Regions from separate parts of the Sus scrofa genome. Here regions 1 and 3 are each linked to region 2. The links are chromatin contacts, called in public Hi-C and HiChIP or PLAC-seq maps. All regions are on one chromosome and are shown on one strand. Each heading gives the region's core, a stretch centred on a gene start, on an enhancer-like site or on the middle of the called end of the contact. The rest is flanking DNA. Distances are from core to core; before and after follow the strand shown. Region 1 has its middle 380 kb from the start of FZD8. Region 2 holds the start of FZD8 (frizzled-8). Region 3 has its middle 320 kb from the start of FZD8.

Evidence for each region. Hi-C and Micro-C count contacts between places; a contact is called where the count stands out from the background. HiChIP or PLAC-seq counts read pairs in DNA pulled down with a chosen protein or histone mark.
Region 1: a contact with region 2 is called in an H3K27ac HiChIP or PLAC-seq map of skeletal muscle, with 11 times the contacts expected there. The contact joins the enhancer-like site here to the promoter of FZD8 in region 2. A contact is called at or near these places in 1 of 5 promoter capture datasets (skeletal muscle), 6 of 47 Hi-C or Micro-C datasets (embryonic fibroblasts, heart right ventricle, retroperitoneal adipose tissue and 2 more) and 1 of 2 datasets of contacts at active chromatin or transcription factors (skeletal muscle).
Region 3: a Hi-C map of heart right ventricle shows a contact between it and region 2, with 2.4 times the contacts expected there. The contact joins the enhancer-like site here to the promoter of FZD8 in region 2. A contact is called at or near these places in 1 of 5 promoter capture datasets (liver), 4 of 47 Hi-C or Micro-C datasets (epiblast stem cells, fetal heart ventricle, fetal skeletal muscle and 1 more) and 1 of 2 datasets of contacts at active chromatin or transcription factors (skeletal muscle).

What each region holds. Positions count from the first base shown.
Region 1 is chr10:58,475,171-58,478,471 of Sscrofa11.1, reverse strand. No RefSeq gene overlaps it. Among named protein-coding and RNA genes, the nearest start is that of FZD8, 380 kb to the right of the region's middle. Within about 2 kb of position 1,626, at least 36 of the 83 cell types and tissues checked have an H3K27ac peak or open chromatin away from gene starts, as enhancers often do. A contact at or near this core is called in retroperitoneal adipose tissue, skeletal muscle and subcutaneous adipose tissue, where this site is marked.
Region 2 is chr10:58,095,379-58,098,626 of Sscrofa11.1, reverse strand. FZD8 (frizzled-8) reads left to right here and starts at 1,837. Exons shown (of 2, transcript XM_021064988.1): 1 at 1,837-2,376; 2 at 2,379-3,248. The coding sequence starts at 1,858. All of the region lies in intron 1 of LOC110255709 (a long non-coding RNA gene), which reads right to left.
Region 3 is chr10:58,413,831-58,417,085 of Sscrofa11.1, reverse strand. No RefSeq gene overlaps it. Among named protein-coding and RNA genes, the nearest start is that of FZD8, 320 kb to the right of the region's middle. Within about 2 kb of position 1,280, at least 2 of the 83 cell types and tissues checked have an H3K27ac peak or open chromatin away from gene starts, as enhancers often do.

The sequences.
Region 1 (3,301 bases), core at 377-2,876, 380 kb before region 2:
TGAGCAAACTTTTCACTGGGCAAATAAATATATTTCAATAACACTGAATGCAATGTTGACCATTTCCTGTGTCTGTTGTCTGCAACAGAGGGAAAGAAAAAGTAGTCATATTTGAGGCATTCAAAACACCTTGCTTTTTAAAAAACTGAGGTTTATCAATCATTAGTTCAAATATCAGTGGCCTAAATTCACCAATTAAAAGACAGAGACTGTTAAAATAGATCGAAATGCCAGACACTTACATGTTGTCTACAAGAAGTCCACTTTAATATAAAGATACAAATAGATTAAACGTGGAAGGATATGAAGTTCCCTGGTGGCTCAGCGGGTTAAGGATCTGGCCTTGTCACTGCTGTGGCTCAGATCACGGCTGTGGCTCTGGTCAGTGCTGTGGCGCAGTTCAGTCCCTGGCCTGGGAACTTCCTGAGTGAGCCCCCCCCCACCCAAAAAAAAAAAAAAAAGCAGGGTCATGGAAAACCATGAAAAGAATAGCTTCAAATGAGTTAATCCTCTACGGCTGGTAGCAGGATAACGACTTTGTCCATCCACTCGACCCGCCCAACTATATCCAGGAAAGTTACCTCTGAACGTCGCGTTTAATATGTATTTACTGAAAAATATCTTCAACCTCTTTTCTTTGATATGCATTTGAAAAAGTTTGAAGTGCTGGTGCGAAGGTGCGGATGCGTCGGACTGGTGCGGCTTCCATGTTGTTCTGGTTTAACGCAGATGGAGGGGCATGTGTGGATCTTCAGGAAAGAGAGAAGGGGGCCAGAGGCTTTCTGCTCACAACACCCCACCTCCGCCGTTTCTCCAAGAACACCCTCTGGCTAATGAGTCCCTTGCAGCTGCTCTTACTCTAAGAACTCGCTCCGAAGAGGATCAGAAGGACTCCTTTTTGCTTTCTTTTTTTCCTTTAACCAAAGCAGAGTCTAACTCCTCCCAGAAAAGCTTTCTGTATTGTTCTCTAATTTGGGTTATTGCTTTTCAACAGGGCATTGATTTTGATTTTAACTTTCACTGAAAATGAACTTAGTGTTAGCTGGGCGCTTTGGTCGTCTGTGGAGCACTCAATTATGTTTTAATGACTGTTTTGCAATGAGGTAATATTCCTGCTTCCCTCCTCTGGGAAAACAAACTCTCCGATTTTCAGAACCCAGCTATCTTCCAGTGGGTTTGCTTCCTCTCATTACCCTTATCCTGTCACCATATTTCCACTCCACAGGCTCCGCGATCTAACCCTGGGCGCCAAGGTAAATAAATAACACTTCAGAATACCCAACGGCTCTGGCTTAATAACCACACAGCCACCGAAGGAGAGAAATGCCACTTGCCAGACATAGCATCTCACTTTTTCTTTCTTTCTTTCATTGCCTTAAGGTCTTTGGCAGTTCAGTCTGGAAAAGTAAAAGCTCTTTACCCAGAAGACACTGAGTCATTTTAAACTCCGCTTTCGGATGCTCTCCAGCAAGAAATGGAGCCGGGCGGGGAGGCGGGGAGGCGGGGAGGGGCTCTCGCTCCAGCTGTTGGAAGCAATCTTGGCCGGGAGAAGGATTTCTAATCCCATCCCGGCACCCTGGGAACGCTGGAGCTGTCAGCATCCGCCAAGCGCTGCCACAGAGGGTCCCATCCCCAGCCGGCCGGGCTTTTCCTGAACAATCCTCGTCGTTGTTTCTCTGTGTAGCAGGACCCCTTCCGCGGGGGGCTGGGATTCATACAACCGAAGGCGCCGTCGGCAGCCCGAGCCTGCCTCTTGGAATTACCTCTCTCCCGCCCCAGGCAGCTTCAAGCCTCCAAGCGGGGAAGGCACTGCAAACCCGGCGAAGGGAGGCTTTCGATTTGGATGGGGAGGGGGTGGGAGGCGCGGGGGCCCTGATCGTCCCCTTTCCTTCCATTCTGAGCAGGACACTCCTTCTGAAAGGCTAGTCCCGCGTTGCTCCACTCTCACTGCATTGACTTGAATCCCGAAAGATCCCTATGAAAAAAAACCCTCAGAGGCTTGGGGCAGCGACCAGGGAGGTGGTGGTGGTTGCTTGTTTTTGTTTGTTTGTTTGTTCCCTGAAGTCTAGAGCAGTGTCTGGGCCCTTCTGAGTGTTGCCCAGCTGGCCAGGGGTCCCTGCCAGGCCCCTGGAGTTCCAAGCTAGGTCTACTAAACTGAGCCTTCCATTAAAAAAAGGAAAAACAAAAAACAAAAAAAAAAAATAGAAAGCAGTAGTTTTTTGCCACACCCACAGCATGTGGAAGTTCCAGGGCCAGGGATTGAACTGGCGCTGCAGCGATGACCCAAGCCCCTCCTAGTAACAATGCAGGGATCCTGAACCGGCTGAACCACTGTTGTGTATCACATAAGGAGAGTGTGTGTGGATGTGGGGTCTCTCGTTTCTGCCTTCTGCTGCTTCTATCAGCTGCTCTCACTCTCACATCTGCAATAACCCATGTCTCACCTGGGAGTCTCGGGCTCAAGCCGAGCGGCCAGAGGAAGAGCTGTGCTGACCCAGAGCCAGGCCACCTCAGTGTCCCCAGCGGAGAGGCACCTCCTTAGCCGAATATTCCCAGCCAGCAACAGATGGAAAATTCATCTCTTCCCTCCAGGGTCTAACAAAAGAACAAAAACCCCAGAAGCTATGCTGCATTTTCACCCAACCCTGCTGCAACAGGCTGAGGGCTAAATGGACAGGACAGTGTGTTTCCTGCCCATCTTCTCTCCTCTCCTCTCTGACTGGGCAGAGATGCTCACCTACCTCGGCAGAGGCAGAGAGCCAAAAAAAAAAAAAAAAAAAAAAAAAAAAAAGATGGCACTTTAAGCTGGCAGGTTCTGCTACGGCCACAGTGCTCCCCACTTTAAGAACTTTGGGAAAGTGAGGAAGAGGAAACAAAGAATATTTATTGAGCACCAATTGTTTATCCATCAGACATGGATTAGGCATTTTCTGTGCCCCAGACGGTGTGCCTTATGGGATGTTTCTAAGATTTCATGTGATTTTTCAATTTAATCCTTAATACTCTATTCTTCTCCTGGGCAAGGATGGTTCAGGCTCCATTTTTACAGAGAGGAAACTAAGGCTCTTTCAGACCACTCAGCAGAGTGTGACAGAGCACATATCTGCAGCCTGGTATGTTTGTTTATTTTTTATTACAGTTGATTTACAATGTTCTGTCAATTTCTTCCATACAGCAAAGTGACCCAGTTTTCTCTATATACACGCATTCTTTTTCTCACATTACCCTCCATCATAATTTAATTTTTGTCCTTATTCTTTTTTTTTTTTTTTTGGCTGCACCTGCAGCATGAGGAATTTCC
Region 2 (3,248 bases), core at 588-3,087:
AGAAAGACAACCCCCTGGAACGTCCTAACAAGCGTAAATGAACCTGCCAGGCCGCCCGCCCCTCGGGCCCCTCCCCGTCTAAGGTGGTTGCGAGCTGGCGGGGGCCGGGCTCGCTGGCCGCGTCCCCAACCGCCTGGCCCCGGGCACACCACCGAGACGTGTCCGCGCGTCCGCGCCCGGGCTCGGCGCCGCCTCCCACGGCGGAGGAGGAGGCTCTGGCAAAAACATGTCAACTTTGGAGAGACGTATGTATGTTCCAAAAGCACGAGGCGAAGAGAGAAAATCCAGCCGCAGAGTTTCCAGTCTGTCCTGTTTATAAGTTTTTCTTTCTCCCTTTCTTTTTCTTTCTTGTTCTTTTTTAAAGAAGAAAGGGATTTATGGTTCATGAAAGTGCACTGGATCTGGATGCTGTCTCTATTTTATCTCACCCAATTAGCAGAATCCCCTTTGAGATCTGTACTGTGACTCCACACTGCAAGTAAGGAAACTGAGGCTTCCCCCACGACACTGAGCGGGAAGTCCCCGGTCCAGCCCCCACCAGCCAGAATCAACTGCAGCGGTTCCATTCCACCTATATTCTCATCGTCCTGAGAACCCCAAGAAAGGCATCCCTTTCTCGGTCCCCCGCAACGCCCCCGCTCACTGGCCGGCTGGGGGAGTGGGGGGTGGTCCCGCTGCCAGGAGGTCGCCCACATTTGGGGGACGGAGAAAGCAGGGGCTTGACTAGTTCGAAACGGGCCTCCGAGGTCGCGCTTGCATAAAGGCTCGTCCCCAGTCCCTAAGCGCAGACTCGGGGAAATGGAACCCCGACTTCGACACATCGAGCACGATGGGGACCGTGGTGGCAAAGCGTCAGTGTCTGCGGTCAATCCCAAGGTTACCCAAACTCTGGCCGCAGACGGCGTGCACGGCGGCGCGAACAGCCGGGCCCGCCCCAGGAAGGCTGGGCCTGGGGAGCGCGCAGACTCCGCCCCGCGCCCGGGATTGGCGCGCGGGTCGCGGGCGGAGACCGAGTCCGCCCCGTATAAATATTCATGAGCCGGCCCGGGCGCAGCGGGGCCGGAGCGGGAAGTTGGCGAGGGGCGCTGCTCCCGCCGAGGAGGAGGAGGAGGCGGAGGTGGCGGCGGCGGCGGAGGCGGCGGCAGCGGCAACAGTGGGGCGCGGGCGCGCCGCTCAGGTGTCCGCTCCGCCTTCCGGCCTGGATTTGGCTCCGGGTGTCCAGCGAGAAGAGGACCGCCGACACCTCGCCCGACTGCTGGCCGGAGCGCGGCGCGGACTTCCACCGGAGGCGGGGCCCGTCATCCCGGCAGCGGACAGACGGACCGAAGCAGGGGACAGAGGGCGGCGGCTTCGGCGGAGGCGGGCTCCGAACCCCGGCGGCAGCCGCGCGGCCTTGGGGTCAAGCATGAGCCCCGGGACGCCGAAAAGGGGCCGCAGGGGCTGACCCAGCGCGGAGCGGCCTGGCCCAGCCATCTTGACTGCGCACCGCGGCCCGAGAGGAAACTTGCTGCGCCGCCGCCCTCGGTACCCGGCAAAGTCACCGGAGTGCGGAGAAAGCGAGCAAGGGAGAGACGATGAGCTGGGGGCCGGTCACTCTGCCCCGCAAGGGCTGACCCTGGCCGGAGTGAGCGGGGTGGACCCGCGGACCCGGGCGCCCTCCGGCAGCCACCCTCCTCTCCCGCAGCGCCGTGCGGACGCGTCCCGAGAAGGGACTAGGTTATCGGGAGAGCCCCTCCTGGGAGAGGCAGGAGAAAGCCCGGCCGGGCACCCGCTCTCCTCTCCCGCGCTCTCGAAGGATCCCCGGCGCCCCTCCGCGCGCCACCCGGAGGGCGAGGGCGCGGGGCCGAGGCGCGCAGCATGGAGTGGGGTTACCTGTTGGAAGTGACCTCGTTGCTGGCCGCCCTGGCGTTGCTGCAGCGCTCGAGCGGCGCGGCGGCCGCCTCGGCCAAGGAGCTGGCGTGCCAGGAGATCACCGTGCCGCTGTGCAAGGGCATCGGCTACAACTACACCTACATGCCCAACCAGTTCAACCACGACACGCAGGACGAGGCGGGCCTGGAGGTGCACCAATTCTGGCCGCTGGTGGAGATCCAGTGCTCGCCCGACCTCAAGTTCTTCCTGTGCAGCATGTACACACCCATCTGTCTGGAGGACTACAAGAAGCCCCTGCCTCCCTGCCGCTCGGTGTGCGAGCGCGCCAAGGCCGGCTGCGCGCCCCTCATGCGCCAGTACGGCTTCGCCTGGCCTGACCGCATGCGCTGCGACCGGCTGCCCGAGCAGGGCAACCCCGACACGCTGTGCATGGACTACAACCGCACCGACCTCACCACGGCCGCGCCCAGCCCACCGCGCCGCCCGCCGCCGCCGCCGCCGCCGCCCGAGAGCAGCCGCCCTCCGGCAGCGGCCACGGCCGCCCGCCGGGGGCCCGGCCCCCGTCCCGCGGCAGGGGCGGCGGCGGGGACGCGGCTGCGCCCCCCGCGCGCGGCGGCGGCGGCGGCGGCGGCGGTGGTGGCGGCGGGAAGGCGCGGCCCCCTGGCGGCGGCGCGGCGCCCTGCGAGCCGGGCTGCCAATGCCGCGCTCCCATGGTGAGCGTGTCCAGCGAGCGGCACCCTCTCTACAACCGCGTCAAGACCGGCCAGATCGCCAACTGCGCGCTGCCCTGCCACAACCCGTTCTTCAGCCAGGACGAGCGCGCCTTCACCGTCTTCTGGATCGGCCTGTGGTCGGTGCTCTGCTTCGTGTCCACTTTCGCCACCGTCTCCACCTTCCTCATAGACATGGAGCGCTTCAAGTACCCGGAGCGGCCCATCATCTTCCTCTCGGCCTGCTACCTCTTCGTGTCCGTCGGCTACCTGGTGCGCCTGGTGGCGGGCCACGAGAAGGTGGCGTGCAGCGGCGGTGCGGGGGCTGCGGGCGGCGCGGGCGGCGCGGGCAGCGCGGCGGCGGGAGCCGGCGCGGCGGGAGCGGGCGCGGGCGGCCCGGGAGGGCGCGGCGAGTACGAGGAGCTGGGCGCCGTGGAGCAGCACGTGCGCTATGAGACCACGGGCCCGGCGCTGTGCACCGTGGTCTTCCTGCTCGTCTACTTCTTCGGCATGGCCAGCTCCATCTGGTGGGTGATCCTGTCGCTCACGTGGTTCCTGGCGGCGGGCATGAAGTGGGGCAACGAGGCCATCGCCGGCTACTCGCAGTACTTCCACCTGGCCGCCTGGCTCGTGCCCAGCGTCAAGTCTATCGCCGTGCTGGCGCTC
Region 3 (3,255 bases), core at 31-2,530, 320 kb before region 2:
TACCTCAGAATCTCAGTGGAAACTGGAAATGTATACCCTAGGAGTGTGGAACAACCAGGAATTGACTTGATTAAGACTAAATTGACATGAATAAAAACTACAATATATGCAATTAAAGACTCAGGAAAACAAAAAAGAAGCAACAAAGGAAAAAATTTTTGAAGAGATAATAGATTTCAAAAAGACTGACAAAAATCAAGATAGAGATCATAGCGAAACTGTGGACCCCAAGCAGGATAACCACACACACACGCACACGCACACGCACACGCACATGCACCCCACAACTAGTCACATCATAGAAAAGTTACTGAAAATCAGAGACAAAAAAATGTTAATGACATTCAAGAAAAATATTACCCTTCAAGGAGCAATAATGACATACAGCTGATGTCTCTATAGAATATGAAATCAAAAAGACAATGGAATATCTTTAAGGCGATAAATGAAAACAACAGCCAAACTAGGATTCTATATCTAGAAAAAAATCTTCAAAAAGTTAAGTATATTGTGAGAAAAAGAATGCCTATAAAAGTATGACTGGGTCACTTTGTTGTACCGCAGAAATTGACAAAACATTGTAAATCGACTATAATAAAACAATTTTTTAAAAATGAAATGGTCGGGAACACTAAAAGCATATAAAATTCAAATTTATATATATATATGTATATATAAAATGCATATATACACAAACTGAGAGAATTTGTTGCCAGGACACTGAAACTAAACAAATAGTTGTTTTTCAGGCAGAAAGAAAATGATCCCAGCTAGTAGCAACCCAAAAATGCAGGAAGAAATTTAAAACAACAGAATGTATCTGAGTGATTGCAATGTAGTGTAATGATTGAATTTTACGACAAAATAGAGGAGGAGAGCTCTTCATTGTGAATGCTCCCATATCAGCCTCCTCAGTAAGTGTCGTGTCTAGAGGCGGGAACTTTTCTTCACTCCTGTATCACTGGTGACTAAAACGGTGACTAGTAGATAGTGAGTACTCAAGAAATATTTGATAATTGAATGACCAAATCCACGGTGTCTACAACCTTGTACCATATTTGAAACCCCTGGGCGATAACCGACATGACACTAGGTACACAGACACACTGTTAAGGAAATTATGGACTGAGATGAAAATCTAAGCTTATTTTGGGGGAAAGACAGAAGGCAGGAAGGGAAGAGGGAGAAATTCACATAATGTTGTGGAATGAACTCGAAGAAAGAGAAGAGTAAGGGCTCAACCCTATTGTGCCCTCCAGTCCTGAAACGCTGGAAGGAAAATGCAGCTGTGGTGCAGAAAAGGCAGTCAAGCTTCTCTCTGGAATAATCTGCCATTGACTATTTGTAGATCAATACTTTTTGCAAAGTCATAGTAACAATATTAAGAGCAACACAGTAAGGCCAATAATGCACACAATGATATTTATCATCACGAAAAGGAATGAAGGATGGTGCATGCGTTAGCAGGTTTGTAATCAGACGCACTGTTGTTATCCCGAGAAGCTGGAATGGAATGGCTGTTACTGTAAGTGGATAATGTATCTCCCTGTTACAATCACCTCAGGGTGCCAACAGCACAGCATTGCCATTAGCATTCCAGGGTGGTCATGAGCTCTGCTATTTTCTTGCAAGTTTTTCTGCTGTCGCAACAGGGTAACAACAGACAGGTGTCTGTTGGTATTACACCAGCAGGCAGAGCAAAAGGAAACAGACTTAGGTCTTTAAAAAAATAACCATAGTCACAGTTATACGTTTTCAAAATACATGGCTAGTGAATAAGAGCTTAAAATTGTCATATCTCTCATTTAATTGGGCATTGCATGTTTGTCCTGGTGTGTGAATAATAGGAAAAAAAATGTAGATTACAGAATTGGGCAGAAAAATAACCCCACAACAAGTGTAACGCCTTTTAAACCAATGAAGTTCCAGAGAGTTGGTGCTCATTGTCTAAATAATTTGTCAACTCTAGGCATTAAAAGCAAATACCTAACTGCTGCTAATATTTATGGTTTAAATTTGGATTATTGGAGAATTTCACACTAGTCCAGCATGAACTGAGCTCAGGTAGTGATAACATCTTTCTTTCAACTTCTATCATTTGCTGTATGTTTCCAGAAACAAATTTTGGGAAGTACACACACACACACACACACACACACACACACACACACACAAACACAATCCTGTATGAAATCTCTACCTACAGTCTTCCTCATTAGTAACTGGCATGCTTTCATAATTCTTTCTCCACCCCTGAGCTTGGTAGATTAGTCATATTAGACTCACGTCTGTCCTTGTTTGTCACGTTTACGTCACAAGGGTGTTGGAAGGATTAATTAGTTAACATGCAAAATTCTTTGAAGATGAAAAGCGCTGTGAAATTGGTAAGCGGTGCCAACATTCCTCTGTAGGACACATTTTTCCTTTCATACCAGTAAAAATCCATCCATCTCCCGTTAACCCTTTTAGCTCACATGATATACTCAGAATGCTTTTTAAAACATTGACTAGCCTTATCTTTTCCTTCACACTCTCGAAATACCTATGTCCTCCTCTGCCTCCGTCTCTGTTTTTCCTAAGTATTGTTTCGTTCTTACTGAAAGATCCTGCCATCATTTATGAAAGCTACTGACCAGTTATTGCTTCCTACTTACATTTTTTATATTCATTGGAATTGTGGACTGGTCTACCTGAGGATCACTAATGAGAAGAGGAAAAGTCACTAACTTTTAGAGGCTTGGGTCATGACAATCATTACTTTGGATCAAATGTTCCAGGCTAGAGGATGGGGAAATTATGTGTGTCATGCTCTGAGCAAGAAAAAAGAAATTGATTTTTTTCCCCCAAGATCTGTATTTTTCCTAATAAGGAGTTATTTAAAATGATGTTTATGAGACTGAAACATATATTCAAGGAAATCTGGTGAACTTCCCTCCTCCCAGCTTCTGACGCTGGGTGCTGCTAAGGCTGCACCTGCAGCTGAGGCTCCGGACACCAGGAGGGGTGTTCCTCCCGTGGAGCTGTCTGTGATGCAAAGGCTCATTTCCAGGAAGCATCTAAGCCGAGAGCTGTTTACCTCGAGTTACCCCAATAATTTTAACTACCTCCATCTGTAAGATAGAGGTGGCGATTTAGGATGAAATCCTGAGGTTTTCTTCACAGCTCTGGCTATGAAGAACCCAGCCATTATTTTTTCATTCATTTTTGGACACTTTCTATTTTGATTACAAAGCGGGACCTTGCGATGTTTAAATG